4 separate regions of the Mus musculus genome follow, and regions 1, 2 and 4 are each linked to region 3. A link is a contact called in public HiChIP or PLAC-seq data. All regions are on one chromosome and are shown on one strand. The core of a region is the stretch at or near the end of the contact, and the rest is flanking DNA. Distances in the headings are between cores, read along the strand shown.

Evidence for each region. HiChIP or PLAC-seq counts read pairs in DNA pulled down with a chosen protein or histone mark.
Region 1: an H3K4me3 HiChIP or PLAC-seq map of pro-B cells shows a contact between it and region 3, with 7 times the contacts expected there. The contact joins the enhancer-like site here to the promoter of Pik3cg in region 3. A contact is called at or near these places in 25 of 39 promoter capture datasets (the 3T3-L1 cell line, 3T3-L1-derived adipocytes, the C10 cell line and 16 more), 4 of 15 datasets of contacts at CTCF or cohesin (CD8 T cells, the NIH/3T3 cell line, large pre-B cells and 1 more), 13 of 484 Hi-C or Micro-C datasets (the 63-12 cell line, CD4 T cells, the HPC-7 cell line and 10 more), 23 of 115 datasets of contacts at active chromatin or transcription factors (the 230-238 cell line, CD8 T cells, DN3 thymocytes and 14 more) and 5 of 9 other capture datasets (adipose tissue, embryonic stem cells, liver and 2 more).
Region 2: a contact with region 3 is called in an H3K27ac HiChIP or PLAC-seq map of the HPC-7 cell line, with 7 times the contacts expected there. The contact joins the enhancer-like site here to the promoter of Pik3cg in region 3. A contact is called at or near these places in 11 of 39 promoter capture datasets (the HPC-7 cell line, HPC-7-derived erythroid cells, cranial neural crest and 7 more), 4 of 484 Hi-C or Micro-C datasets (the HPC-7 cell line, granulocyte-monocyte progenitors, myeloid progenitors and 1 more), 4 of 115 datasets of contacts at active chromatin or transcription factors (the HPC-7 cell line, bone marrow-derived dendritic cells and bone marrow-derived macrophages) and 5 of 9 other capture datasets (adipose tissue, embryonic stem cells, liver and 2 more).
Region 4: an H3K4me3 HiChIP or PLAC-seq map of bone marrow-derived macrophages shows a contact between it and region 3, with 3 times the contacts expected there. The contact joins the enhancer-like site here to the promoter of Pik3cg in region 3. A contact is called at or near these places in 9 of 39 promoter capture datasets (3T3-L1-derived adipocytes, cranial neural crest, embryonic stem cells and 5 more), 3 of 484 Hi-C or Micro-C datasets (B cells, LSK cells and bone marrow-derived macrophages), 11 of 115 datasets of contacts at active chromatin or transcription factors (the 230-238 cell line, CD8 T cells, the HPC-7 cell line and 6 more) and 2 of 9 other capture datasets (adipose tissue and liver).

What each region holds. Positions count from the first base shown.
Region 1 is chr12:31,971,871-31,978,766 of GRCm38.p6, forward strand. Prkar2b (protein kinase, cAMP dependent regulatory, type II beta) reads right to left here. Exons shown (of 11, transcript NM_011158.4): 5 at 4,049-4,155; 6 at 180-333. Among named protein-coding and RNA genes, the nearest start is that of Hbp1, 25 kb to the left of the region's middle. Within about 2 kb of position 1,816, at least 137 of the 459 cell types and tissues checked have an H3K27ac peak or open chromatin away from gene starts, as enhancers often do. A contact at or near this core is called in CD8 T cells, DN3 thymocytes, LSK cells and 8 more, where this site is marked.
Region 2 is chr12:32,039,104-32,046,417 of GRCm38.p6, forward strand. The region is part of intron 1 of Prkar2b (protein kinase, cAMP dependent regulatory, type II beta); the gene reads right to left. Among named protein-coding and RNA genes, the nearest start is that of Prkar2b, 19 kb to the right of the region's middle. Within about 2 kb of position 5,553, at least 92 of the 459 cell types and tissues checked have an H3K27ac peak or open chromatin away from gene starts, as enhancers often do. A contact at or near this core is called in the HPC-7 cell line, adipose tissue, granulocyte-monocyte progenitors and 3 more, where this site is marked.
Region 3 is chr12:32,204,908-32,212,253 of GRCm38.p6, forward strand. Pik3cg (phosphatidylinositol-4,5-bisphosphate 3-kinase catalytic subunit gamma) reads right to left here and starts at 3,752. Exons shown (of 11, transcript NM_001146200.2): 1 at 3,611-3,752; 2 at 1-1,091. The coding sequence starts at 1,079.
Region 4 is chr12:32,005,349-32,011,963 of GRCm38.p6, forward strand. The region is part of intron 2 of Prkar2b (protein kinase, cAMP dependent regulatory, type II beta); the gene reads right to left. Among named protein-coding and RNA genes, the nearest start is that of Prkar2b, 53 kb to the right of the region's middle. Within about 2 kb of position 4,078, at least 75 of the 459 cell types and tissues checked have an H3K27ac peak or open chromatin away from gene starts, as enhancers often do. A contact at or near this core is called in CD8 T cells, LSK cells, bone marrow-derived dendritic cells and 6 more, where this site is marked.

The DNA.
Region 1 (6,896 bases), core at 566-3,065, 230 kb before region 3:
ACAGACTTTGTGCTTAACAGTGTAGCATCTTAGCAAATGCTTAACGAATGCCAATGACTTGTGATCCCAAATAAAACCACCAATCAAAATTAAAATACAGACTGGGGATATCTGCCTATCTACTGCCATGATAATTTTCAAAAACAACAACATTTAGGTCAAGCAAATATTTTACTCACCAAACCCCACAGAGCACCAGGAGAGGTAGCAGTGATTGTAGCTGCTCTGGGTGTATTGTACATTAAGGCCAGTTCTCCAAAACTCCCACGGTTATCATAGTTACCGACGCATCTTCCAACGCCATCACATTTTACATAAATATCAAATGTTCCTCTGTTGGACATATATAAATTCATATGGAAGTCAGAGACAGTGTGACTCAGGCAACATTAGTTACAGTGCAGCAGAGCTTCAGAGAAGAGCCCCGTGCAATGCAATCTTGATGCTGCCTGCCTATCCCTGATGATAACAGTGTGTGCTCATCTGTTCCAGACCTATTGAAATGGCTATCAACTACACCAGGACAGGGACAACCCACAGGGAAAAGGGAACTAAACAAAGTTAGAGTCAGGGATAGAGTGTGCGCAGAAAGTCATCTCTGCAACATACACCAAACACTAGCTGGACTTGTCTCAGACAGTAAGAACTGTGAGGTATGCCAGGTCATTGACTGCGTACTTAACAGACATGTATTAAGTACATGGCTTCTAAGACCAAGCGAAAATGGCTATTTTTTTTTAAAGGAATTCAGTTCTAACAATCTGCTGATGAGTCCTTTATAAACTATGGCAGGAGCTGGCCCCCAGGCCAGCTGCCAATAAAGTCTTATTAGAACACAAATGTTGTCTTTATTATACATAGCTGGTTTGGGTTACAAGCAGAATTGAATTTTTAGGCCATATTGGCCCATGAAGCCTTAACACTCCTTCCTTGACCCCTCACTTTAGGTCAGCTCCAAGCTGAAACTAGAAAGTGGTAGGAGATCAGACCAAGCTTCCGGCCTTGGTCTTTCTGTAGATGTTTCTGTGTTGGTTTTCCCTTGAGAAAACAGACTCCATTTACACGTCCCTGTGCTCAGGTCACCAGGCCCTACACTCATATAAGCTATTTTTCTCACAGAGCCGTCTTCCCACATTCTGTACTCAGTAGAGAACATGGTTTCAAGGCTGGCTGGGGTACCTGGGAGGCAGCTTTATTCTGTTGGTAAAAATCCTGGACAAAGATGTGGTAGTGCAAAAGCGGACAGTTTTTTGTTTGTTTGGTTTGGTTTGGTTTGGTTTTGGTCTTGGTTTTGATGATAGGGTTTCTCTGCCCTGGAACTCACTCTGTAGACCAGCCTGGCCTTAAACTCACAGAGATCTGCCTGACTCTGCCTCCCAAGTGCTGGGGTTAAAGGCGTGCACCACCAGCTGGCAGGGACAGCTTTTAAGGATTAGGAAAAGACTGTGACTAGTAAAGAAATCTACAGGAACAGAAACAAAAGACATTACCTAATACGGGAGAAAATGGTTGCCCTTTAATTTGTGGATAGAATGGTGCTTCTGAGGAAACACCCTAGAATTTGTTCCACGGATAATTACTTTTAAACCAGTATTTTAAACCCTGCCATTTATACTGAAAAAAGAAAAGAAAAAAATATAAAACCAAAGTGCCCTGGTGAGGGTGAAAGCAGCCCAGCGGAGAGCCTCGGTGGGAGGAGGGCCTCAGTGGGAAGTCTGTAAACAGGTGGCAGCTGCTCTTCGTACTGACTGACGTTATGAGGCCTCAGGCAGTGCATGACAGAGCAATGAGCCTGAACAGAAGCTGGTGACAGGAGATCTGGCTGTGGGCCAGACGCACTGACTATGTGGGTGACCTCAATCAGCAGCCCAGCTCCTGTGAGCTGGAGTGGTTCCTATGCCAATGGGAGGTTAGGCTCTGACTGGAGAGCACGTTGTAAAACACACCCACTGCAAGAACTGGACTGCACCTGGGGCTCTCACCTATCACTCAATTAAAATTTAAAAAAAATGAGTGGATTTCTAAGCGGTTTTGTTAGTGAAGGCTGTGACATCAAAACTATGACTCTGCCGTACACAAAGGGATATGTCGGGGTTAGGCTCTATCCCTAACCCTGGCTAGCGTTGCGGTGGAAGGGCACCAGGAGAAAGGAGAAATGAGCCAAGGCCCCAACTGAAAGGCATGACGGCATTTTACCCAGGGAACTGCTGGGCAATGCGGGGCACACACCTTTAATTTCAGCACTTGGGAGGCAGAGGTAGGCAGATCTCTGAGTTTTGAGGCCAGCCTGGTCTGCAGAGTGAGTTCCAGGACAGCCAGGGCTACACAGAGAAACCCAATCTCTTGAAAAACAAAACCAAACAAGAAGAAGGAGGAGGAGGAGGAGGAGGAGGAGGAGCAGGAGGAGGAGGAAGAGGAGGAGGAGGAGGAGGAAGAGGAGGAGGAGGAGCAGGAGGAGGAGGAGGAGGAGGAGGAGCAGGAGGAGCAGGAGGAGGAGGAGGAGGAGGAGAAAGAGGAGGAGGAGCAGGAGGAGCAGGAGGAGGAGGAGAAAGAGGAGGAGGAGGAGCAGGAGGAGGAGGAGCAGGAGGAAGAGGAGGAGGAGGAGGAGCAGAAGGAGGAGGAGGAGGAGCAGAAGGAAGAGGAGGAGGAGGAGGAGCAGAAGGAGGAGGAGGAGGAGCAGAAGGAGGAGGAGGAGGAGCAGAAGGAGAAGGAGGAGAGGAGGAGGAGGAGGAGCAGGAGGAGGAGGAGGAGCAGGAGGAGGAGGAGGAGCAGGAGGAGCAGGAGGAGGAGGAGGAGGAGAAGGAGGAGGAGGAGAAGGAGGAGGAGGAGGAGGAAGAGGAGGAGCAGGAGGAGGAGGAGGAGGAGGAAGATGCACAGTTGCACAGTTCCTATATGATTAGGAAAGGGAGCCAAGAGGAGGTGTAATTACCAGCTGACCACAATTCTACCCAGAGGACCAGAACTGCTAGTAGATCAGGTGGGGAGACGATCTGTGTTCCTCACAAAACTGAGCAGCTAGGGACACCAACTGCCACAGAAACCCCGCCTGACTCTAAGGTGAAGAACACCCTGCTCATGTGCTACGGAGGGTCGGAGGCTCATCTATCCACCATATTGTTCTCTGGTTAGGTAAAACAGTCGAAGATCTCTGAAACCAGATTGTCAATACTAGTAAGTGCATATCCTTTCTGTTTAATAAAATATTTTCTATGTGTTCAAGGTCAACCTGTCTACACAGCAGGTGCCAAGACAGCCAGAGCTACATAGTAAAACCTATTTCAAAAAACAAACAAACAAAACAAAACAAAAACCACTCTAAAACATTTTAAAAGACAACTATAATACTACCCAATTTCTGTGAGGACACAGGAAGTGCTCACTCTACTGGTTAAAGGATACTAAAACAGTAGGGGAAAAGGCTCCCTTCCTTACCCTATGCCTTCTGGAATACCTGATTCTTTTAGTTAATAATAAGGACATTGTATTGTGGCGATACTGAGTGGGCTATACCATCACTTAGATTCTTTGGTACCATGTCTTGCTCCAATTCTCACTGTAATTAGCATCTACTATATGGCAATATTACTTTCTACCTGCCCAATATGAACGAGCAAATCAAGGCACATTCATTTCTGTGACTTACAGATTTACTTCTTCTATAAACTGACTCCTTGCATGACCTGCTGCAGCTCTGTTGTATATATTCATGAGATGTTTACATCATACAGTAGTAAGGTTGAAGAGAAACAATTATCAGATTAACCTGTTGGTTGTCATAGCAACTGCTAGGGTTTTACACAGGTTTTTTTTTTTTTTTTAAGATTTATTTCTTTATTTATTTCATATACGTGAGTACACTGTAGCTGTCTTCAGACACACCAGAAGAGGGCATCAGATCCCCATTACAGATGGCTGTGAGCCACTATGTGGTTGCTGGGAATTGAACTCAGGACCTCTGGAAGAGCAGTCAGTGCTCTTAGCCCCTGACCCATCTCTCCAGCCCACACAGTAGGTTTTTAAACTTCAGTAATAAAGCCAGATGACTTACCTGTCAATGACGTAAAAGTTGTCACCGTCATCACCTTGGTCAATTACGTGTTCCCCTTCTTTGACCAATTTTTCAAACATGGCATCTAAAACTTGGGACATCTGCTCCTATTTTAAATAGACAAAATAACTTTATGTGTATCTAGAACACAGTTCCTCAAGTAACCGTATAATTTTTATATTTTTGTGAGAGATTTCAAAGAAATGAGAACATCATTACCATTGAGTTTTATCAAAAAAAATACCATTTGTCTCCCTCACCACATACAAGTGAGGTTATTTATTCTCATATTCAACATCTGAATGAAAGTAATGATAATTGGCCTACTTTAGAACACTTCAAAGTATCACCACTTTACATGGAAAAGAACTACCAAACCACCACACATCTTGAGGAAAAAAATTTTAAAAGCTAAACTAACTAGGATGATAAAGAACTGTTTCAAATTTTTGTAAACTATCTGTTCTTAAAACCTCTTCTATTTATCGCTAGAACTAGGGAGGCAGTTCCCTAAACACCTGGTGAAATTACATCCTAACTTCAATTTTACAGTTTGTGTCAGTGCCCAAAACAAAACAGAACAAAATACAGACCGAGGTGCAGTGGAGGGAAGCTAAACAAAACCAAAACAACAAAACAAAAAGCAAAATCTGCCACTGTCTTTTCTGTCAATGCATTTCCCTTAAAAAACCAACATCTACGTCTCTAGGAAAGCTCTTGACGGATTATTAAAGCCGCATCTAACAGTGCTGGAGGGGCCAATGAGAACAGCATGGGAAGCAGCCACACTAAAATCCTGTGCTCCACCAGGGTGCAGCCAAGAGACAAAGACGAAAGCCTGAGAATGGCTTCAAGGTGCAGGTGGATCAGATACCAACCTTCCCATCAAGTCCCTCTAACCCAGACAACACCCAGCAGCCCAGACTTGACTTAATTTCCCAGACAAGGATCAGAGAGAAATCAAACAAGCTGGAATAGGCGCACCAAACCCCAGTGCCGGGAAAGCAAGCTCTTCACTGCCGGGAAGACGCTCCCAGGTCTAACAGCTAGCTCACAGGCTGCCCTGCTTCCTCAGGGCTCTCAATCTGCTTTTGGTTGGCAGCCTCAACGCAACCCCATGCCATAGGTGTCCCAGGAACAGAGCAGGGTTTTAGACAGTGCTGCTTATCACCCAGAGACGGCTCAGGATGACATTATACACAAAGGCATATAAAAGGATCCTTACAATAAAAGACAAAAACCTTAAAACATGACTGCTATTGTTCTCTTAGGTCCACAGGTGCGCTGAGACAACTGTAGGGCTCCACACTTCCCCCGCCTACTCCATTACCAACAGCCCTAGCACTGGGGGAGGTTTGTTACGACTGATCAGCGCTCAGTGACTCTCGGACCCTGGTCTGCATTTACCTTTACGGTTTGTTCTTGGTGTTACACATTATAGGTATGACAAACATCAAATGACACATGGCCCCCGATTGGATTATTTTAAGTATATAAAATTAGAAAGAGTAAAACCCAAACGATGAAGTCAACAAAGAAAGGGAAGAGGAAACTAAAAATGAAGAAATATGGAATGAATTTTCCAGAACTAGAAGACACAAGATTTTAGGCTCTCCTGTGGCCAGCAAAGACCCCATGTATAGAGATCCGAAATACTTCTGAGGAGGGTGTGCCTTAGAATAATTTTGGAAAGAAGATGCCCAAAGTCTCTCAAAATAAAAATAAAGAGATACGCAAACTAAGATTGAAATAGGATTCCACTCCTCTCACTTAGCAACGTTCACTTGTGGAGGACGGCATGAGGAAGAGACATTCTCACTGGCTGCTATGGAAAAGTACAAATGGAATGAACAAATCATGGCAACATTTAGTAAGCTCTCAAATGTGCAGCCTCCACTCTGACCACTCCTTCTCCAGGAAGCCACCATGAGGTGACATATGCTGTGCCACTATTCACACATCACAGCATCACAGAACAAAACTGACGCCTCCCTACGGTGCTGGGTAAATAAATACACTGCACATGTTCCTATACATTCAGCACGTGGGGATTCCCCTGCCTCCACCTTCCAAGGGAGTTGATGGCTGTGGCAGGACTCTCAGAAAGGTGCAACTGAAAATGAAAACCTGCTGAGAGGAGTGGGCAGGGGGAGCATGATGCACATATGGATGCACTGGCCATCTTCCGTCTCGCTAGTCCTGCCCCAAGGCCGGCATGAGGACCACAGGACCACGAAACATGGGGTTTTAACACAGCGTAAAGGCCCGCCCAAGTGTAAGAGCGATCGCGGAGCTGTCCTGCTAATGTGTTCTGCAGCTGCAGCAATGCTGAAACGCAGACTCCTCGTGCACAGAAGTACTTTTCAAACTGTGCTGAGTTCAGGGCTTAGTGCAGAGGGACTTCAGTCTGCAAAACAGGATTCCAACTCCATCCTCAAAGTACGTTTAAGCCACTACATTTTGACATTAGCTTTCTGAAGTCAGAGTACAAACTAACGGGTTTTATCGCAGGACTCTGCTACAGTGTCATTATCTGTGTATCTGTTCTCCTTCCCTGATAATGTCCCCCTGTCCCTCGTCCCTTGACAGGTTGCTTCCTCCCCATCTCCCAGTCATCCCCTCTGCTTTCACATCAGTCACCCTTTTACTCCTCACCCATTTCCCCTTTCCTTTAAGTTAAGGACATGTCTCCTCTGAGTCTCCTTCCTAACCCACTTCCCACGCATGGAAATTAGAAGTACATAGGCTGGTGTATATCACTAAACATAATGATCTCTGGTTTTATCCCTTTTCCCAAAAACATCAGACCTAGTCCTTTACAACAGCTACTAAGTGATAACATTAGTGG
Region 2 (7,314 bases), core at 4,303-6,802, 160 kb before region 3:
TTGTCTAAAGGAAACAAACTGGAAACGTCCATGGAAAATAAACTCAGCTTAGGTGAAGGATAGTCGGTCCTTGCCCGTCTTAGACTGAATAGCAGGCAAGCTGTCCACAGCATACTACTGAGCCCACAGAGCGCTGCGTTACAGGACGGTCTGCGCCTCGATCCTCTATCTGCCCACTGATTCTACTCAGCTCTGGGTTTCTTTTTGGATCTGCAGACACCAATATCTCCAGAAATAGAAAAGGTTTGGTGTTCTTTTTGACTTTTCCTTTTTTAAGAGAGGTGAGTAAATGAATGAATGGCTGGCTTTAGGAAAGTATGGCCAGCGTGCCCATTCAAAGAGTTTTGCATTCACAATGATGTGTTAACAACACTCTACTTGATGTTTAAGGTAGCAAGGAGGAGTGCTGTCTATGCTGTGGTGACGGAGGAGACACACTCTTCTCAGCACTGTTGTTTCATGAAGAATATGTTAGTTACTGCGGGAACAAGCTTTAGGGGAAAGGCTCTGTGGGGCAGAAACTTCAAGCTTTGAGCATCACTCAGTATATTTGTGTTTTTAATAAATAGTACAGTAGAGGGGTTTTTTTTAGGTGATGAACTTGAGGTAGATCATACACACACCCTGCAGCAAAACTGGAAAACACAAACCTGAAAAGCACTGTCCTAGGAAATGGAAGGCAAGAGGAAGGGAGGAACTACTGAGTTCTGAAATTGCACAGTGAGAAGTCAATGCTTTCCCCGTGCCAATCTTCACTATCCTAAAGTGTTTACTGTGAAATAACACAAAACCCACCTACTGAGATAATACACAAGCTGGGAGTGGCAGTGAACGCCATTAATCTCGGCACCAAAGAGGCAGATCTCTGAGTTCAAAGACATCTATCTTGTCCACCTCAGGAGTTTCACATCAGCCATGGCCATACACTGAGACTTTGTGTCAAACAATTAATTAGTCTATGGTAGCAAATTCTATTTTCCAAATTGTCCAAGATACAAAATGTATTTATATTTTATACACCACAGTAATTCAGCAGATACAAATTACTTACACAAAGAACTTTACCAGGTAAGCTGTACACACACACACACACACACACACACACACACACACACACACACAAAACGTTTCATGAACACTTTAAACCCCCTTTTTGCATCCTTAAGAAGGGACTCTTCCAATTTTAGTATATGTGCTGCCAAAGCATGTACAAGAAGGGACTCTTAAAAGAGCCGCCCTCTAAGGCTTCCTAGGACAATGTCTTGAGACAGCACTGGTGAATCCAACCACAAGAATGCAGATGGGGAACATGGGCAGGTGAAGAAGGTAAAAGGCCTGCCACAGCCTTGGAAGAGAACACAGGTGCTCTGCCCCCGCCAGCCTCTTCAGAAGATGAAGCCACTGTGGCCTTTGCTGTAATGTGTTCTCCAGAGACCTTATGCGTCTGTGTTTTTCCTTAAGGAAGATTTCCCACCATGATCCTGTCAGCTAGAACATCTTTTCCTCTGAGGGAGGGATCAAAGCCAAGGGCCGTGAACATGCTATCCACATACCCTACCACACTCCTTTACCCCAGAGTCTGTTTTCTGAATTTGTGGGAACTACTTCAGTTGTCACACTGATTCAGAGCACAACCCTGACAGTCAACCTCCAGGACACTTCTGCACAAGAAGGAAAGCATTCCAGAGCTTGTGTTCTGTATGACTCCTATTGTTATGGTGTGTGTGTCCATGTATTTTTCATACTCACTTTCCACTCTGTTTGAGACAGTCTCTTGGAATTACTGGTTTTTGTTTCTCCTCTCTACATATGCCAAGCTAGCTGACCCACAGGCTTCTAGGAACTGTCTCTGCTATCCATTTCCACATAGGAGCACTGAGATTGCAGGCCCACTCTCGTTTCCGTGACTCTCTGTGGCTTTCAGGGATTCAAACTCAGGTCCCCGCACTTGCATGTTAAGCTCTATCACATTGCAAGCCCCCTGTTGGACATTCACGTCTGCAAGAGACTATCTGTAACTATGTGAGCCTAGATCCTAATAGTGTTTTAGATGCACATATGACTACTTCATGCAACTTTACTATGTATCAACATTTCCCTGGTAGTGTGTTATCAATATTGCTCACTGGGTGAAGGAACTTGTCGCACATGCCTGCAGATCTGAGTTCCAGTCCTAGGACCATGCAAAGGTAGACAGAATCAACATCATAGAGCTGTTTCCTGACTTCCACATGAACACTGTGACATATGCACACTCCCTACACACACACACACACACACACACACACACACACACACACACACTAATAACAATTTTTTTTTTAAAAATTCCCCAGCAGAACAACAATATAAATCAAAGAATTAAATTTCCTTTTCTCTTGTATTTTGTTTCGTCTGGAATTTTACAATTACATGTGTAGAGGGAATCTCTTATAAACATCATCTGTCAATGAAAAACCTGGTGGCTAAAGAGCTGAGGCAGGAAATAGGAGGTGGAATACTGGCAGGAAGAGAGAGGATTCTAGGAAATAGTAAGAGATAAAAGAGAGCCACGGGGAGAGCCACAGAGACAAGACAAGAGATGAGATGGGAGACAATGGCAATAGTGATGTAAACCAGCCGAGAGATGCTGAGGAGACACAAAGGAAGAAGAGGGCCAGGCCTGAAGGAGAGGTAACCAGCACATGCTAGACAGAATCGTTTAAATGGGTTAAATAAGGTATGAGCTAGTCAAGGAACAGCCAAAGCTCAGGCAGGCATTTATTAATAAATATTTAGTCACAGAATCATCAACCTGGGACCCAAGGCTGGGGAAGGAAAAACGGGTTATTATGGTGTGTGCGTGTGTGTGTGTGTGTGTGTGTGTGTGTGTGTGTGTGTGTGTGTGTGCAGAAAGAGAATATCTCCAGAATATTCTCACATAACAAAACCAACTACAGCATGTGAGTATACGTACCCAGGGGTGTGCAGGGGTGAGCTACAGGTGGCTCTAGGGTGTCACCTATGGCAGGCCCTTGACTCCATCTCTAGGTCACTCTGAGATGGGGTAGAGGCCAGGTGCCCAGACAGTTTGGCATGATACTGGCACTTGAGGGCATGGCCCTACGGGGAGGTCTATAATTTTTAACATACATGTCTTTAGAAAACAACCCACCCCATTACTGCCATGCCATTTATGGTATGTGGGTAACCAGAACAATCCATTTGGCCAGACTCTACACATGGCATTCATGTTCATAAGAGTTTCATACAGATGGGAAAATCTATAACTATGTTAAGACTTTTTCCTCACATGCTAAAGCACATAGCTACTAAAGCACCACAAATTACATTCCTTTGTTTATCTTTGACAGTCTTTGTAGAGACTGTATCTACTTCTAAACTGTGAGCATGTAAGAGCCACACAATGATGATTCTCACCACTTGACAATAAATGGGGCCTAAGAATGGTCAGTAAACAAGACAAGTGATGTTAACAGGGCAGGCGGCTTTCAGTAGTCAAGGCTGCACATACCATGCCTGACCATCAAAAACACTCCAATAGACATCCATATCCCCCATGCCCTCTCTAAGAGTCAAAAGAAACACAAGTATCTCCTATATATATTTATAGTGAATTAAGACGTCATGCTTACTCTAGAGTTTTAATCTAGCTAGCAACAAAGGGAAGAAGATCTGAAGTCAGTGTGATCTAGCCAAGCAATGCCGTACATGTTCTCGGTACATGTAACTTACACGGTGCTGTGTGTGCCAGGAAGTGAGGCAGGAGGAAGGCAGGAGTGCAAATACACACAGAAGTCATGTACGGCTAGAAAGGAAGGGGTGGGGAAGCACACACGAAAAGGGGGTCCTTGGCCCGTGGCTGCCCCATGAGCCACTTCCATGAAGTCTGATGAACCTACAAAATATGAACAATAAGTACTGCTCTGCTTTCCGAGGATTTCATCAAGTTGTATCTTTTGACAGTGCTTGTCAACTATAAACTCTCACCAACGACAAGGGACTAATACTTGTTGTAACTAATACTACCATTTCTAAAGTATACAAAAGTGAACAGCAATACAGAGTCTCAAAAGTAAACAAACACGGGACTAAGGAGATTGATGGCTCACAGTGTAAGCACGCCTGCTGCTGCACAAGTCTGAGGACTTTGGTTCAAATCCCCAACCCCTAGCACTTTGGAAACAGAAGTTTACTAGGGCTTGCTAGTTACAAGCCTAGGTTTGGGCCCAGTGAGAGACCTTGCCTCAAAAGAATGTGGCAGAGAGAACTGGAGGACGCCCATCTGTTGGGATTATCTTCTTGTGAACTGTGTAAAGGTTCTTTGTATTGCTCAAATGTTGATTTCTGTACCAGCAGAGACCTGAATACTGTCCGAACTTTGGTACTGCTATTTTTTTCTGAGCCACTGCCTGTCTAGGTGTTTTTATAAACTCTTCTCTGTCACCGTCTGATTGTTTTCATAAAGAGCTGACAACCTATAACAGGGCAGGAAAGGAAAGGAGAGACATTCAGGCAGAGACAGGAACTGTGGGAAAAATTGAAAGGCATGGGATTTGCCAGCCAGACACAGGGAAAGTCAGATGTACAGGGACTGAAGGAGAAGTAACGGGCCACGTGGCAAACGTGGATTAATATAAACGGGTTATTAAGTTATAGTAGCTAGCTGGGAACAAGCCTAAGCTATAATGCCTATGTTTTCATAAATAATAAAAAGTCTCCAGGTCATTCATTATTGGGAGCTGGAGCATCAGAAACACTCCAACCATACCCATCTTCTGGCCTCACACACACACCACATATACAAAATTAACAAATGAAGATGTCTAGTGTGTGACAAATTGAGTTTTCTCAGTCTTGGTTTCCATTTTCAGTTGTTCTTTGTTCAATAAATATTCTGTGGATGCACATACATGTGTGTGTGTGTGTCACACACACAAATTCATAGAATACAGAGAGGAAGGAAGAGGAGGAGCAAAGAGGAAGGAGAGAGAGGAGATAAATGATTTAGATAATATAAAATACTAGAAAGAAAAACAGAGGAAACACACTGTCTACCTGTGAGACAGGTGTGATTTAAGAATATATGAAATGCCTTACATTTTGGAAAAGGTAAGTCCTCAGAGGATTCCCAGAGAAAACAGCAGACTATTTGTGTACGTGCTTTCTCCCAGAACCCATCCTGAGAAACACTGTGAGCCTTGTGCCACACTAGGGCCATCCTTATGCTTGTGTAACAGAGCCTATCACTGACACACTAGACACACTAGACACACTAAACTCCCTTTAGCTCTTGGACTCCCAGGAGACCAGAACTATAACTGACTCAAGTCCTCCTCCAATCTGGAGTATCCTTAGGAGCAAAAGTCCTCACCCTGAGGTAAACTGAAGAAGTCCCTCCATTCCCAGGAGAGAGACCAGCCTTCTACAGCTGCCTAAGTAACTCTGTCCACAGAAACGGCTACATTTCACTCTCTGTACCCAAGGTTACCCTGGCTGAGTTAACACACACTGGTGGATAAGCTGAAAAGTACACAGAGCAAGCCTGTTTGCTTCTGCCTAATTCCTGCCACATGGGTGGACACAGGCACTGGCATTCCAGCAGTCTCTGCCCGGAGGGCTGAACTAGGTCTACTCATATTTCCATACAATTGCTTCCAGAGCTCACCACACTTAGAAGAAAAATAGGTGAAAGAAGAATTCAGAGAAGGCTGAAAAGCAAGATAGTTCACAAAATAGAAGCCATCAGTTAAAAGCAGGAAGCAATGAGACCGATTTTCAAAATGCATAGACACTGTCTTCATTTCTGAGCATGTTGCTGTAAGAGACATTCCAAGCTAAACAAATATGAACTGGGTTGTGGTCTGTGGTCACATGCACACACACACACACACACACACACACACACACACACACACACACACACACACAAACGTGCACACGCCACACACAAACAAAAGGCCACTTCATTTGTACTAGAATTACATTAGATAAATGTGCCTTTTGCAGAAAAGTGTTCATATGCCCTGGAGTAAAATATCTCCAACCCTATTAGAATCCATAAAACAATTAGCATCTCTGTCTTCATATTAGTTGCTTTTTTGTTGTTGCTTTAGAAATAGAAACTTTTTTTAGTCTGTTAGCTGCCTAAATAAAAGATTGAGAAAATTGTAAATTAAAATGCATAAACTAATTATTTTTGACAGAATACTCAGTTCAGAATAAATTAACTTATGCCTGTTTCAAAAATTATATAAAGGAAAATTTACTCTTGAACCAAGAAAGAACTAAAATTTTAAAAGTTCAACAGCAAACAAGCAAGTAAATGACCCCAAAACATAAATATTTCACCATTTAGCAAAGAATACATATACTTTGCATGTGTTTAATTCTTGGTCCTGAAAATATAATTTATTTTCCATAATCCTATGCAAAGCCGGTGGGTCTCCAAGATGCTCATTACAGTCCCACACGCCCTTGCACTGGCCTCCAGCGGGGAGCGCCAGAGCAGAATCACAACTGGAGGGCCTTCAAACCCTAACTGCTTGGCCCTAAGCGACATGGATTATAAACCACGTACCTCAGAGTACATCTTGGCCTTAGTTGGGCTGTGTGAGAGGTGGGCATCTGAGGGCCGTGGCTTTCTTTTTGCTGACACAGCAAGAGGGACATAGAGCAGGTGTGCATCTAACCTACTCACATGGATTGTCGATGGAGGTAGGACAGGGTCAAATACGGGTGCTTAGCTTCTAGAACGTTCCAACGTGAATGATCACCAAAACACATACAATTTTGTTCTACTTATTAAACCAAATACCTCCAAATATACCCGACATTTTAAAATATCACTATAGAACGCAAAAAAAAAAACAAAAAAAACAAAAAACAAAACAAAACCTAACTAGAAATCACTTTTTGCTTAGGAGTGAACAGGATTCTCTTTTAATTTACAAGGACGTTGCCAACACTGTTCTCTTACACAACAAGGAAGGAAGCACAGTTGCAGCTACAGGAGTCCCAACACGACTAACCTTATAAAACCACACAGAGGCAAGACGGGGACAAAGGCCAAGTGAAGAATGTTTCCAAACTCTCTCCAGATTTAAATACCCTCTACTCGGGAAAGAGACACTGTCCAAACTACAGAAATCCAGCCCCTGCCTTTCTCCATACTGAGCCCTCTACCAAAGCTGGACAGAGCAGGCAGGACACGGTGAGGTCAACAGGGAAGGGCAGAGGCAGAGACCCATGCAGTCTGGGAGAGCTAATAACCCAGACCAATTCCAGAAGTTCAGAGTTCAAATAGCCTCATAC
Region 3 (7,346 bases), core at 2,502-5,001:
TTTCGGTCGCAGTCCCACAAAGACACTGTGAACACACTCTCGTGGTCCTTGCCATGGATGGTCAGCTGCTCGTGGTAGCCGGTGACTCCAGTGCAGTCATCCACCAGCGGCCATTCTTCCTTCCTCACCTCATCAAGGGCTGGGTCTGGAGGCGTGTCGAGCACCAGGTGTATTTCATCTCCGTTCTTGAGGCACTGCCTCACCCACTGGAAATTTTTGAGGGGTGTTTCACCCACCAGGTACTCATCGCGGCCACAAACCCGCAATACAAAATCCTGCTCACTTTGACTTTCTGAGATATTCATTAGGGACTTCTTCTTGGCCATCTTGGTGAAGAAGCTCTGGAGGATGGTACCAGGAGTATCATCTGCGGAGACCTTGATGGTTTGGCTGGTGGTACCGCGGTGGATGACGATGAAGATGCAGTTGTTGGCAATCTTTTTTGACAGGTAGTCTGGGAGAGGTTTGGACGTTACCCAAGGGTGCATAGCATAGAGTTTGGCATCCCGGCCAGCCACTTCAGCCATGCGGGGCGTAACCAGACGGCGGCGAGTGAACTCTAGCTCATCATCGTGCACATTGCTGATGTCAGTGACGTCATAGCCAATCAGGGAGGTGAGCTGCTTCTGGAAAGCCAAGGTCTCCTCAGAAGGTACGTGTCGCTGTACCACGTGGATCTGGCCAGGGCTCTTGTGCATCAACTTCCAGTAATGCAGGCAGTCTAGGGTCTGCACCACTTGGTACCTGTCATAGATCTCATACCATTGTCCTTTCTTCTGGTAGAGCAGGAGGAATTGGTCCGGGCCCAATCGGTGGTAGAACTCCGCAGCCACACTGGTCTCCAGTGCGCGCAGCCACACCTGAGCTTTCATCTGTTCCACATTGCCATGGCCAGCCACATGCAGCAGCGCTGTTTCTGGAGTCTTGCTGATGCGCTGGCTGGTGGGCAGTACGAACTCAATGGGGATGAGCTCCATGGAAGACAGGCTGCCTGCTGCGCTGCGTGGCTTCATCCTCCGGCGCCGGCGGAGGTTGTCCTCTCTTAGAACCACCGGTTGTTCATAGTTCTCCAGCTCCATGCCCTATGCGACCTGGGAGTGGAGAAACAGAGCTTTGTCAAGAGACACTGCTTCCTGCACATTCCTGTATGATGGCAGAGAGAAGGTGTGGTGGGCTGATGTGAGCACAAGGCCTGGAGGGACCAAGAAAGATGGAGGCAGCGCTGACTTTAGCAGCGCTGGTCAGAACATGAATCCCTGCCAGCTACTTACTGTTTGAGTGATGTAGCCTACCTAATATCCGAGCCTGATTTTTATATGTAAATTTGATTATTTACAAATAGAAGATGGAGGTAAAAGTTAAATAAGGCAGCGCAGCTTTTTAAAAAACCATGCTGACACCGTTTCTTTAGTTTTGTGTGTGTGTATGTGTGTGTGTGTGTGTGTGTGTGTGTGTGTGTGTGTATGATGTTTTCATTTAATGCACCATGGGCCTGGAGAGATGGCTCAGTGGATAAAAGTGCTTCCTGTACAAACATAAGGTCAGAGTTCATACCCTACCTCCCATATAAGCATTACCATTGTCCCCATGGACCTGTAACCCCAGGGGTGGGTCTCTCTCTCTTTCTGTCTCTGTCTGTCTGTCTCTAACGTTTTCTCTCTGTCTCTGTCTGTCTCTGTCTGTCTGTCTGTCTGTCTCTCTCTCTCTCTGTGTTGGGAGGAGAGCAGAGATGAGAAAACTTACTGGGGCTTGCTGTCTGTCTCCCAGCCTAGCTCCAGGTTCAGTGAGAGACCCAGTCTGAAAGGAATAAGGTGGAGAGAGTCTCCTCTGTCCTCTGCAGGTATACTTGCACACCTGCACACACATATGCTCACACCACACAATATACCGCCCTCACATGTGCACAAAAATATGTTAAACCCTCATCTAGCACAGTGTCTGTCATTTACTGGCTCAAAATGGCAACTGTTTGTAAGTACCCTGAAACTCACAGATGCATAAGACAGTACAGTGGAGGGCAAAGGCTGAGTCCCTAAGGTGCGGTGTGAGACCCTGAACATCACTTTGAGAACAAGCCAATGCCGATGCATTTCCTCTGTTCAGTCTCACACTTCTCTAACCTAGACACCCAATCTTGCTTCATCTTCTCTATTTTCAAACTGTCTGAACCCAGTCTCCCTAGTCAACTTCCTGTCTTCTTTCTTTTCATTTTTTCTTTCTATATAAGAAAGCTAGTCATTCCATTCATAAAACTCAAGTGTAGTAAAACTGGTGAAGATTGTAATCAAAGCCGTGTCCCCACACATACCATTTTGGTCATGGAATGCAGAGCATTCCAGCTATCACTGCTATATTAGGGCAGGGGGAGGTGCTAACATACATGGACTTTACCAATATGAACTTTTAGGTAATTTTAACTGAGCCAGTTGGTTTGGCCTGCCTCTGCTTTAGAGGGGACACAGTAGAAGACGTGATTCCTGCCCTCCCATGACCCGAAACAATAATTCAGTTTCCTTATGTCCTAATATTTTCATCTCCATAGCAGGAATTTACAAATTTGTTCCCATCATATTACCTATATTTAGGTATTTGCCCTCTACAAGGTATTTAAGCATAACTATGAACCCATCAACTAATGACTGAAATGCTCAGAGTTCCAAAACTAAAAAATAATCCATAAAAATGATTCATAAAAATTTTGATTTTAATATTTAACATTGCTACATTGGTACTACATTATATTCTAAACCACATTCAAATATTGAAACAAAATATTTCAGAAAATATCATTTACTCTCTAATTGATGTTAATGAGATCCATAATTAGTTTTTCCTGAAGAACAGTGGAGTGTTAATTATATACCCCAAAGGAGATCTTGATTAAAAGCTATAAAAGACAAGTTACATTGGATCTCAACTTATGTACAATTCTTGGGTTAAACTATTTTAAAAGTCAATTCTCCCTCCTTTTAAAATATAATGAAGCTATACTTAGTAAATAAATGAAACCAACTGTCCCAAACAACTGTTGCTTGGTAGCTTAAAGCATTCACTTTGGTCTTTTGGTATAGTATAGAATAACCAACAAAGAAAAGAACCATAAACTATTTTGATACTGACATGAACTTAAAATAAAACATGTCCAAATTTAAGCATACAAATATAACTCAGTTATCTGCCTCAGTGACAGCAGGAACTCACGCTATATAGCACGATACAAGGTACAGAAGAGAAAAGGCTGACCAAATACTCACTGGGTTTCCTCATGGCTGGGACTAAGTAGCTTTGTCCTCTTACAAAAACACTGTCTGGACAGAATTCCCAAGCAAGCACTTGGTCGACTCTGGAGCCTGTCCGTCACGGGCTCTGTGGCCGCCCCTTTCCGCACAAACAAAAACAGAAAGAACTAGTGCACCTGCAAGCCCTTGCTGGACGGAACTTTGTGGATGTACACAGTCTAAGCGCGCCGAGACAAGGAAACTCAGACGCTCGGGGGTTGGCTCAGCTTGAACCGGCAATGGATCCAGACAAAAAGATTCTAGCTGAGAAGGAAGGTGTTACTGTTCCAAGTCATACCAAGCAAAGAGCAAACAACAGAAAGCAGTCGTACCTGAGGCAGCCCTGGAGGTGATGCGGAGGAGGATCATTTGTTTACTTTAGGAAAAAAAAAAAAAAAACGAATCTAGACCTACCCGGGGCACCTCGTCTCTTCCTCTTTTCTGGGGCTCCCTTCATATCCAGATGCAGAGGAAGTGTTGCAGTTACCAGGAAGGAAGTTTTAACCAAGTTGATTATACATGTGATTGCTCATTTTAAAAGTGTCAGAAATGCATTTCCTGCTGAAGCACACACAGAGCAGAGCGGAACAGAGAACGGTGTTTGCCTTACTATTTCTCTCACTCTTTGAATTAACTCTTCAAAGATTGTGAGAGACTCAGACAAACCAAAAATATACCCAAGGCATAAACAAATGAAGCGTGTGTGTAGCTAGCAATAAGTAGAAGAAAGGGCTGCGTAGCCACAGTATTGGATTGCTTGTAGTGAAATCTATTTCCCTTTGAGAATTCGAATAAGCCCTAGTGTGTGTGTGTGTGTGTGTGTGTGTGTGTGTGTGTTGTAACTGTGGACTGTTGGGCTCAGTCTGGATGCTTGCAAGAGCAAAGCCTGGGAACTCACTTCCTTACATTGGTGAGACCTCCCCCTGCCTCCCTTCTAGACCATTCAAGTCTCAAAATATCACAAACTGAAAGTCCTGCAGCATGCAATGTGTGTGCCTGTTGCTGATATGCTGAGTGTGTGTGTGTGTGTGTGTGTGTGTGTGTGTGAAAATGAATTAGTCAGACAAAACAGGAGGACATTGCTCTCCTGGCGACATTAGGGAGCTAGAAACTGCCTGCTCCAGGCAGGTAATCACTGAGAGATGGCTTCCAGTTTCCACAGGCTTGGAGAACAGGGAGGAGGCAGGCTCTGAATTCTTCTTAAAGCAGTCCTATATTTTCCAAGTAACCTCAATTCCTTCTACAACCCTAAGCATAGCCAGTCGTCCCCTGTTCCAGGGGTCTCTATACCAGGGCTTATTCTCCCCCACTAGGCTGTCAAGGATTCCAGCTGGAACAGCAAGAAGGATAGAGGAGCCTCACACAGCCCTCCGAAGCACAGCCTCATGAGTTTCTTTGAGCTTCGTGGATATTGAGATAGAGTCTCTGACCTGTTCTATTTCCTCTCACACAGTCCTTGTGATGGTTCGTACAGATTGTAAACGTGACAGGATCTGGAATCTAAGAGACAAATCTCTGTGCATCCCTATAAGCCTGTCTCTAGACTGGCTTAGGTGAAGTATATAAAGGTCCACTCTAAACATGGGAGCTGCAGTTCTGGATGGGAGAAAGCCAGAGAACGGCAGGCCCTGTTCATCTGCTTCCTGATGGCAGATGCAATGTTAGCAGCTGCTCTATGATCCTGCCGGCATGACTTTCCTGCCACGATGCACTGTACCCTCAAATTGGGAACCAAAATAACTCCCGTTCTGCCTTAAATTGCTTCTGTTGGATGCTTTGTCACAGCAACAAGGAAAACAGTACATAAAAGATAAAGTCCTTTGGGTCTTAGCTTTAAAATAGTGGTTTAAGAGTCAATAGCAGTGGTCAAGTCTTGATTCAAAGGCTGCTGAATTTCAGATATGTAAAGGGGGTATTTCAGCTTTCCAAAGCATATTTCTATGTAAGCATACTTCCTTGAGAGGTTGGTATCTTTACAAGTCTCAGGGTAGCTTGAATTGTTTAGGGGGGAAGACTTACCAAGTTATGCTTCACTCAGTGTGTGTGTGTGTGTGTGTGTGTGTGTTTGGGGGGGCCCTGACAGCAGGTGAAGTGAGTAGGGCTCTTCAGAGGGGACGCTGACCTGAGGGGACTGTGAGCTGACTAATTCTCAGCTTTCCAGCTTTACACACACATGCATATGCACGCTTTCAGAAATGCTAGACTCAGGCTCTTGGGTCCTTTTTCTTTTGAAAGGACTATTCAGCTAAGTTCACTCATGTGAAAAAAATGTCAATTCTCTGACTAAACTTTCAAATACTTTAGGCTTACCGGTGGTTTGAGATTAAACGTCCTATGATCGTCTTCAATTGCTCATACAGCCACTAAAATTTACTATTTGTAGTGAATATTGTTAGGCAGAAGTAATGAGACATGCCTGGTGCCTCTTTTCTCTGTGTGTACTTCTCCATATGGAACCTCATTTTCCTAATAAGGAAATTTTATCCCCAGAAATTTGGGGTCAGCCGATCTCCAGGCTACGTCACTTATGGTAGTGATAGCGTGCTGCTGTTTTGTCCATTCTGAGAGTCTCATGCATCTAGCACTATATTCTCAATGGAATAATCAGGTTACATTTAGAATATAGCTATCGTAGGAATGACAAGATGGAATCAATTCAAAGCAGAAGACAGAGTAGGCAGTGCTCATGGAGAAACAGATTAAGAAATTAGTTGTTCCATCTGAGGGATGCTCTTTGCATTTGGTCCTCCGAGATTATCCACAGTATTGTTGGCAAGCAGAGCACCATGCATAGGCATTTTCTGTTTCATCATGAAGCAGAAAAGGGTCTGTGCAATGTCACTACTACAGTAGTCCAACCATCATGGCACCATAGAGGCACAGACTTTTCTGTTATATATGTTTACTCTTGTTCATTTGGGGGACCTAATATATGCCAATTCATCTGCCTTAGCTTTCTAATCTGCTCAAAATGTCACAACCGCCCCCCATTTTAGAAAGTTGTTAGAAATCGTTTATTTTCAACTGAACAAAACTACTAGCTATATTATATACGTATGCAATATCTTACACATTTTGAGTGTGCTAACGGCCATGTGATGCTTGGAGTCATTGTGGAGAGAGAGAAAGAAAACATCATGGCATCTTGTGTTTTGTTTTCAGTGAGAAACAGTTTTTCCAGCAGCCTCCTTTGTTCCCTCATAGCTCTGGTGAGAGTTTTGGCAAGTGCACATCCTACGGCAGCCAATCAATGGGAAGAGTGGAGAATTATTCAAATGGTTTGAGTTCATCAGGAGCCGTCCCCTGGGTGACCAGCTGTCCAAATCATTAGAATATATGACAATGACTGCTGGAGAAGCAGACTATAATCCTGGCATGTGGGTTGAGGGGAGCCACTTCAAATCCCAACAACAGCAGCAGCAACGAAAAAAATCTCAGAGGAGAACAGTTATTATCAACCAAACCCCAGAGATCTGCAGTAGCCAAGGTGTGCCTCCGAACATCAGACACACTTAACTCTCCATTGTTATTAGCAGAAACTGACTATGGGGTAGACTGTTCTTTGTTTCCTTGTTCAGCTCACTTTTCCTATGACAGCTTAAAGAGCACCTCAGAAATAATTGTTTTGTAAGAGGATTTTTAAAAATCCAAATTCCTTAACACGAGCCATTAGACTCTATGATGTATCTTTGGCCCTTTGCCTCAACTTCAAAATCACCTCTACAACTAAAGGAAACTGGTCTCTGCTTTCTACTTGCTGGGCTCAGCCATATGCCACCTGTGTGTGCAACCTCTGTCCCCCCTTTCCTTTCTCTTCTCCCCACCCCAGGTCCTATAATGCCCCTAGCCATTTGTCATGCTCAGGTTGGGTTACCTCCTCTGGGAGGGCTCTCTGGTTTGGCAAAACACACTTTTAAAGAATATCTTCCTCACTGGTGGTCAACACAGTCACAGTAATGCCAATATCGCAAGAGCAAACACTTCTGACTGGACGTGTCCTGCTCAGTTATGAGCACTTTATATGCCCATTCATGTAACCCTTGCACCATCCCAAGGGCAGCAGTGCTA
Region 4 (6,615 bases), core at 2,828-5,327, 200 kb before region 3:
TAATATACGAAACAAAAATAAATCTAAGAAAAAGTTTTAAAAATTATTCTAATAGTCAAGGTGATTTCTAAAAATTTTTATTGATTCTTTATGAATTTCACATCATGCATCCCAATTACACTCATCTTCCTTGCAACCTAACCTTACTCCACCCTCAGGTTAGAAAAGAAAACATACACACACACACACACCAAAACAAAACACATCTTATTGTGGAAGCTGTAATGTGTCCCACAGTATATCCTTTACTTGCAAATGTTCATTGTAATGAGTCACTGGTCTAGTTTGAGCCTCTGGCTTCTACTACACTATCTATACTGAATCCGCACTGGGACTCTTCTTGGGTAGCCTATGTTGCCCTGTGTCATAGAGATCCTTCAGCTTTGAGTCTACAGGACTGGCCCCTTCGTGGACTTCAGCAGTTGGGTGGATCAATTCAAAGACCAGGATCTGAGCCTGGGTGGTAGCTGAGTTGGTCAGCCTGCCAAAGTTCCTTCACCCACACCATCAGGATGATCAAGCTCTCCAGCACTGCTCCAGCTAGCTCACCCAATGCCACAGCTGGCAAGGGGCAGAGCCAGTTTTCCTGCCTGCCACAAATAGTGAGGGCTGAGAAGGGGTTGGGGGAGGCCATTTCTTCCTTGGCAAGTATGATCCTTTGGTTTAAATACCAACTGACCGGTTCCCAAATTTGTCAAAAGGCTCCCATTGTTCAGGGAATATGATTATCTCTTGGTATTTATTTTGGTCTAAAATCTTCTTATATACTAAAATAAACAAATAGAAATACTAGCCAATACACTAATATAGTCATAATATAACTCTGCCCTTAAAATATTAGGTCTAGCCCTACATTATATTATTTAGCATCACTAAATAATTTCGTTTATTACTCAGAACAGTATTCCTGAATACTTCTGTTTCTGGAATGTTGACCAACACACACACACACACACACACATGAGAGAATGAGAGAAGCCGCAGGTATTCTTCTAATTCACTAATACATTCCAGAACAAGTGTCATTTGACCACATTGTCCTAGGATGGGAAACTGGAACTTTGTGGGTCCCGACTTATCCAACCCAGCACCAGAGGAGACTCCTATCCAAGCCTCTTGGTGCAATCATGAGAAATCTAGCAAGACGGCGGCTGCTTACCAATGTGTGACAGCACAATGCCTGTTAGTGTGCAAAGACTCGAATGATAGAACACGGTGAGAAGATATGGAACTCAAGAGTCTGGCTTATTTATTATTTAAAATAACAGGATTAAAGTTGTCTAAATAAACTATTCTCTTTTTTTCCTGCTTCAGCCTTGCCGAGTGCTCGGGTTATTAGGCCCCCACAACCATCATATCTGACTCCACTTTCATTTTTAAAATGAAACTCAACAGTCTTTTAAAAAAATACGAATTTCCTGTGGGTTCAAACTATACTATCTCATGGAAACTGTTCTAAGAAAATAAAATTCGGTGAAAGTTTTGTAGGTCCTAACATATTTCTATCAAGTCTAATTTTTACGTGTCTTTAGGAAAAGCAATAATATATAATGACATGTATCCTAATTTCTCTTTTGCTAGAAATTCTTTTTTATCAGCTGTCATTTTTCTCTGACCAAGATCTGAATCAAGTGAATTTTTTAAATTAAGATAGAATGATATAATAAGGAAAAATTAAAATCTAGGAACAAACTACTAAACATTTGTGTCAAATAAATTAGCAAAGTTCTTTGGGTCTTTTTTGTTTTTGTTAATTTGTTTAAGTTAAAAGACAGTATGGCAAAGACAGGTTTAGAATGAAATTCCTCAGCACTGCTGGTGAGAAGTGGGAATGGAATGGAAGACGCCAGATTCGAAAAGTATCACGGGCTTTGAAAGTGGCTGGGGATGTAGCTCAGCGAGGAGAGGAGTTGCTTAGCATGCACAAGGCGTGGGTTTGATCCCCACAACCACATAAATTTGTTATGGCAGGCGGTACAAGCCTGCCATCTCTGCACCCCAGAGGCAGAAGCAGGGGGTTCAAAGTCACCCTTAGCTGAGTCGGAGGCCGCTCTGGACATTAAGATCCTATCTCAAAAATAAAAGCTTTGAGGGCTGGAGAGATGGCCCAGCAGTTTACAGCACTAACTGCTTTTCTAGAGGTCCTGAGTCCAATTCCCAGGAACCAAATGGCAGCTCACAACCATCTGTAACAGAATCTAATGCCCTCTTCTGGTGTGTCTGAAGGTCAACTACGGTGTACGCACGTACATAAAATAAATCTTTTAAAAGATAAAGCCTTTAACATTCTCAAGGTCAATTCAGTAAGTACTCTTCAAGTCCTTCCATCTAAAAACCGATAGTTAAAAAGAGTCCCCAATAATAAATAAAAAATAATTAAGATATGTATTCATGTATGTTATTAATATTTTTAAATTACTCTTTGAGGGGCTAAGAGTACAGCTCAGTTGGTAGAGTGCTTGCCCAGTATGCAGGAGGCCCTAGAATCAATCCCAGGCACCATAGCAACCCGGTGTGACGGCAGCTCTGAGGAGGGAGAAGCAGGAGAATTAGGAATTCAAGGCTGCACAGTGGATCAGAGGCCAGTCTGGACTACATGAGATACTCTTAAAAAAAAAAAGTAAATAAGGTTTCATTTTCGATTAAGAACTTTGCTGTTCAGTAATATCTTATAAAATGTTTTTATAGTCATTTGCAATGCAGGTGTATATTGTATATTTATAAAAAACGTATGCATAAAAGATGGCTGTCAAGGTGGATACCAATGTTTACATAGCAGGTACTGCTCTATAGAAAGATTATGACTATTCTTATTTTCCTACCTACCCTTCCATGTTTTTTTTTTCACTTTACAATCAGAAAGGCAGGCAGATCTCTGTGAGTTCAAAACCGGACTGGTCAACAGATTGAGTCCCAGGACAATAGGGCTATTCAGAGAAACTTTGTCTGGAAACCCATCATCATCATCATCACCACCATCATCACCATCATAATAATTTAAAATGTATTCTCAAACATCTTTAAACATCCATACTTCAAAAAGATTACTAAATTGCCTCAAATTATTCCCATCTCAGGTACAAGAAGGAATTAAAACCACAAGAACGGTATCTTACTAACCATCTTTTTTTTTTTAAGGTATCTCATCTTTTCTCAAATTGGCTTTAATATTTTATACTTCCTAAAAACATACCATCTCTAAAACTAACAGAATCAAGGTGCCAAATTTTTCCCAAATACTTTAGGAAAATAACTCATTAACAATGCCACAGTAAAACTAAAAACTGTTTCTAATAAAACTAACACCATTTATTTGAAAGAACAACATGGTGGGTAGGATGCAGCCCAGTGATCCAGTGGTTGACTAGCACAGAAGGGCCACTCCTCAGTATGAACACCACGTCTATCTCATTCCTGTAATTTTTATGCAGCAAAAAAAAAAAAAAACATCTTTAGCCAGACATGGTGGCACATGCCTTGCACCCCAGCATTTGGGAGGTAGACCTCCGAGTTCTAGGCCAGTCTGGTCTACACAGCAAGTTCCAGGACAGCCTAGTGGAATGAGGAACGTGGTAGGTCCTGCCCCACCCCCACCACCAAAAAGGCAGAGAGGAGTTATCCGGAACTTAGGGGAGGAAATCAGCACTCTGGAAATGAAAGGCATATGATATAGAAGCATTTATTCATAAAAAGACCAGATTTTCAGTTAACACAGTGCAAATCACTGGCATCCCTGCCCAAGGCTGCTCGCTATGCCATTCTAGGTGAACATGGAAACAGACAAAAAACAAAACAAAAACAGACAACACACACTACACACACACACACACACACACACACACACACCACACACACACACAAACACACACACACCACACACACACACACACCACACACCATACACCACACACACACACACCACACACACACACACAAACACACACACACCACACACACACACACACACCACACACCATACACCACACACACACACACACACACACACACTCACTTACCACACACAGTTCCTGCCCTGAGCACTGCTGGTTACAGTGACCTGGGTGAAAGACAAGCAAGAGGCCTGAAGCTTAGAGAGCATAAGATGGTGTCATCCCTAGATTCAGTAAACTAACTAGAAATGTAACGGAAAGCGAGACAGTTAGGAGTCTGGTTACTTTCCCATGTGTCTGAGCTGTGGTTATGCTTTGTGGGGACATAGAAGAAACTGGCAGGGCCCAAGCCGTCTACCTACACCTGGAAGTCAACAGGGCAATAGAGACCATCTCTGTGCAGGCAGAGGGGACATGAGATGACCCAGCAGAGAGTAAATGCCAAACCTCCCCTTGAAAACTGCCTGAAATTTAAATGTTCCCAAACTCACACAGGATCTGTCAGCTGTGAGTGGCTTTTGACCATAACATCAGGCAGACACAAGCCAACCCTCAAAGCCACAAACCACAGCGAGCTGGAACACAGGAATTTAAGCACAGACAAGTCGGCTCTCCCACCTGCCAGGAAGCAACAACCTGGAGAGGGGAGCTCGGGAGCCAGAAACATTACCGTAAAGATCCTAAACTGTCCACAACCTGGAGAGGGGAGCTCAGGATCCAGAAACATTACCGTAAAGATCCTAAACTGTCCACAACCTGGAGAGGGGAGCTCAGGATCCAGAAACATTACCGTAAAGATCCTAAACTGTCCACAACCTGGAGAGGGGAGCTCAGGATCCAGAAACATTACCGTAAAGATCCTAAACTGTCCACAACCTGGAGAGGGGAGCTCGGGATCCAGAAACATTACCGTAAAGATCCTAAACTGTCCAGCTCTTAGCAAACATGACACATGCAGAGAAAAAGTAGATGTGACCCACAGGCTACAAAGAACTGACTGGACACAGAGAAGACTTCAAAGAGGCTATTTCCTTCGTGGAGGCAGAGGAAACCATATCTGATCGGCTGATCAGTGATTCAGTAATCAGCTTCATTAAAGAGAAAATTACAAGAAGGGGTCACAGGGAAAACGTGTTGAAAAATGTAACAACTCGGGTTTGGTTTGGTTCTGAAGTCATTAGAACAGCTCAATGGAAGGAAGAATCGAAGACTAGGGCTAGAGGGATGGCCAGTGAGTAAGTGCTTGCTGCGCATGCGTGAGGTCCATTTCACGTCTCCAGCACCCAAGTAAAGCCAGGTATGGCAGGACACACAGGTAAGCCCAGCACTGGAGAGTGGAGAGACAGGAGGGTCCCAGGGACTCAATGGCCAGTCAGCAAACGGGTTCAGTGAGAGACCCTATCTCAAATAGTAAGGTAGAAAGTGACCGAGGAAGAGGCCGACCATCAACCTCTGGTCTTCACATACACATGCACAGGCAAGTATTTCTGCATCTCTATGTGCACACGTGCATACGGTTCTATAGACACTAAACAAGTGGAGCCAATGTTAAAAGCAGAATCAAAGAACTTGAAAGGCAGATCAATAGAAATTATTCCACTGGAAAAATGAGAGAGCAAAGATGAGTTGTCTAAGAACCCTGTGAAACACTGTGCACCACACTGACAGCGTGTGGAAGTCCCTCTCAAACATGCTACAAAGAGGAGAGGAAGAAACTCTCAGAGATGTTGGCAAACGCTGGGGGTTGGTCTGTCACTATGTATGCCATTGCTAAAGTCTCAACCCCAAGATCTGGTTGTTGTCCAGACAAGTGTGTTCTCACATACACTGGCCTTTGTTGGGTAACCCTTGCTCCCCAGTTTAAAGCTATTGGTTAATAAAAGGCTAGAGCCTGTGATTGGATAGTAGAGAGAGAGAGGTGGAACTTAAAAATCGAATGAGAGAGACCACGGGAAGATGGAAAAAGAAGACAAAGAGATCAGGAGGCCTCCATTAGACAAGATGGACCAGCAGCACGTGGCCCAGAGAAGTGCACCCCAAGGACAGCTGATGGAGCAAAAGCAGCCTGAGCGAGACTCAAACAGTGAGTCACAAGGGACAAAGGGTTTGTATATGTGAGAGAACAGCACAGAACCCGCCCAACCTAGGCTTATAGCTTGTAAACAAAATACCAAGTTTCTGTGTCTTTTATGTGGGCTAGATAGACTATATAATTCATCTATAGGCAAACAAGTTTTACAGTTTTATAACAGTATTTACCTAAGATAGTATACACATCTCTAATCTCAGCATTATGAGGTATAGGGAAGAGGATAAGAAGTCCAAAGCCATGCTGGGCAACTGTCTTAGTCAGGGTTTCTATTCCTGCACAAACATCATGACCAAGAAGCAAGTTGGAGAGGAAAGGGTTTATTCAGCTTACACTTCCATATTGCTGTTCATCACCAAAGGAAGTCAAGACTGGAACTCAAGCAGGTCAGAAAGCAGGAGCTGAAGCAGAGGCCATGGAGGGATGTGCCTTACTGGCTTGCTCAGCCTGCCCTCTTATAGAACCCAAGACTCCCAGCCCAGAGATGGTCCCACCCACAAGGGGCCTTTCCCCCTTGATCACTAATTGAGAAAATGCCTTACAGTTGGATCTCATGGAGGCATTTCCTCAACTGAAGCTCCTTTCTCTGTGATAACTCCAGCTGTGTCAAGTTGACCCAAAACTAGCCAGTACAGC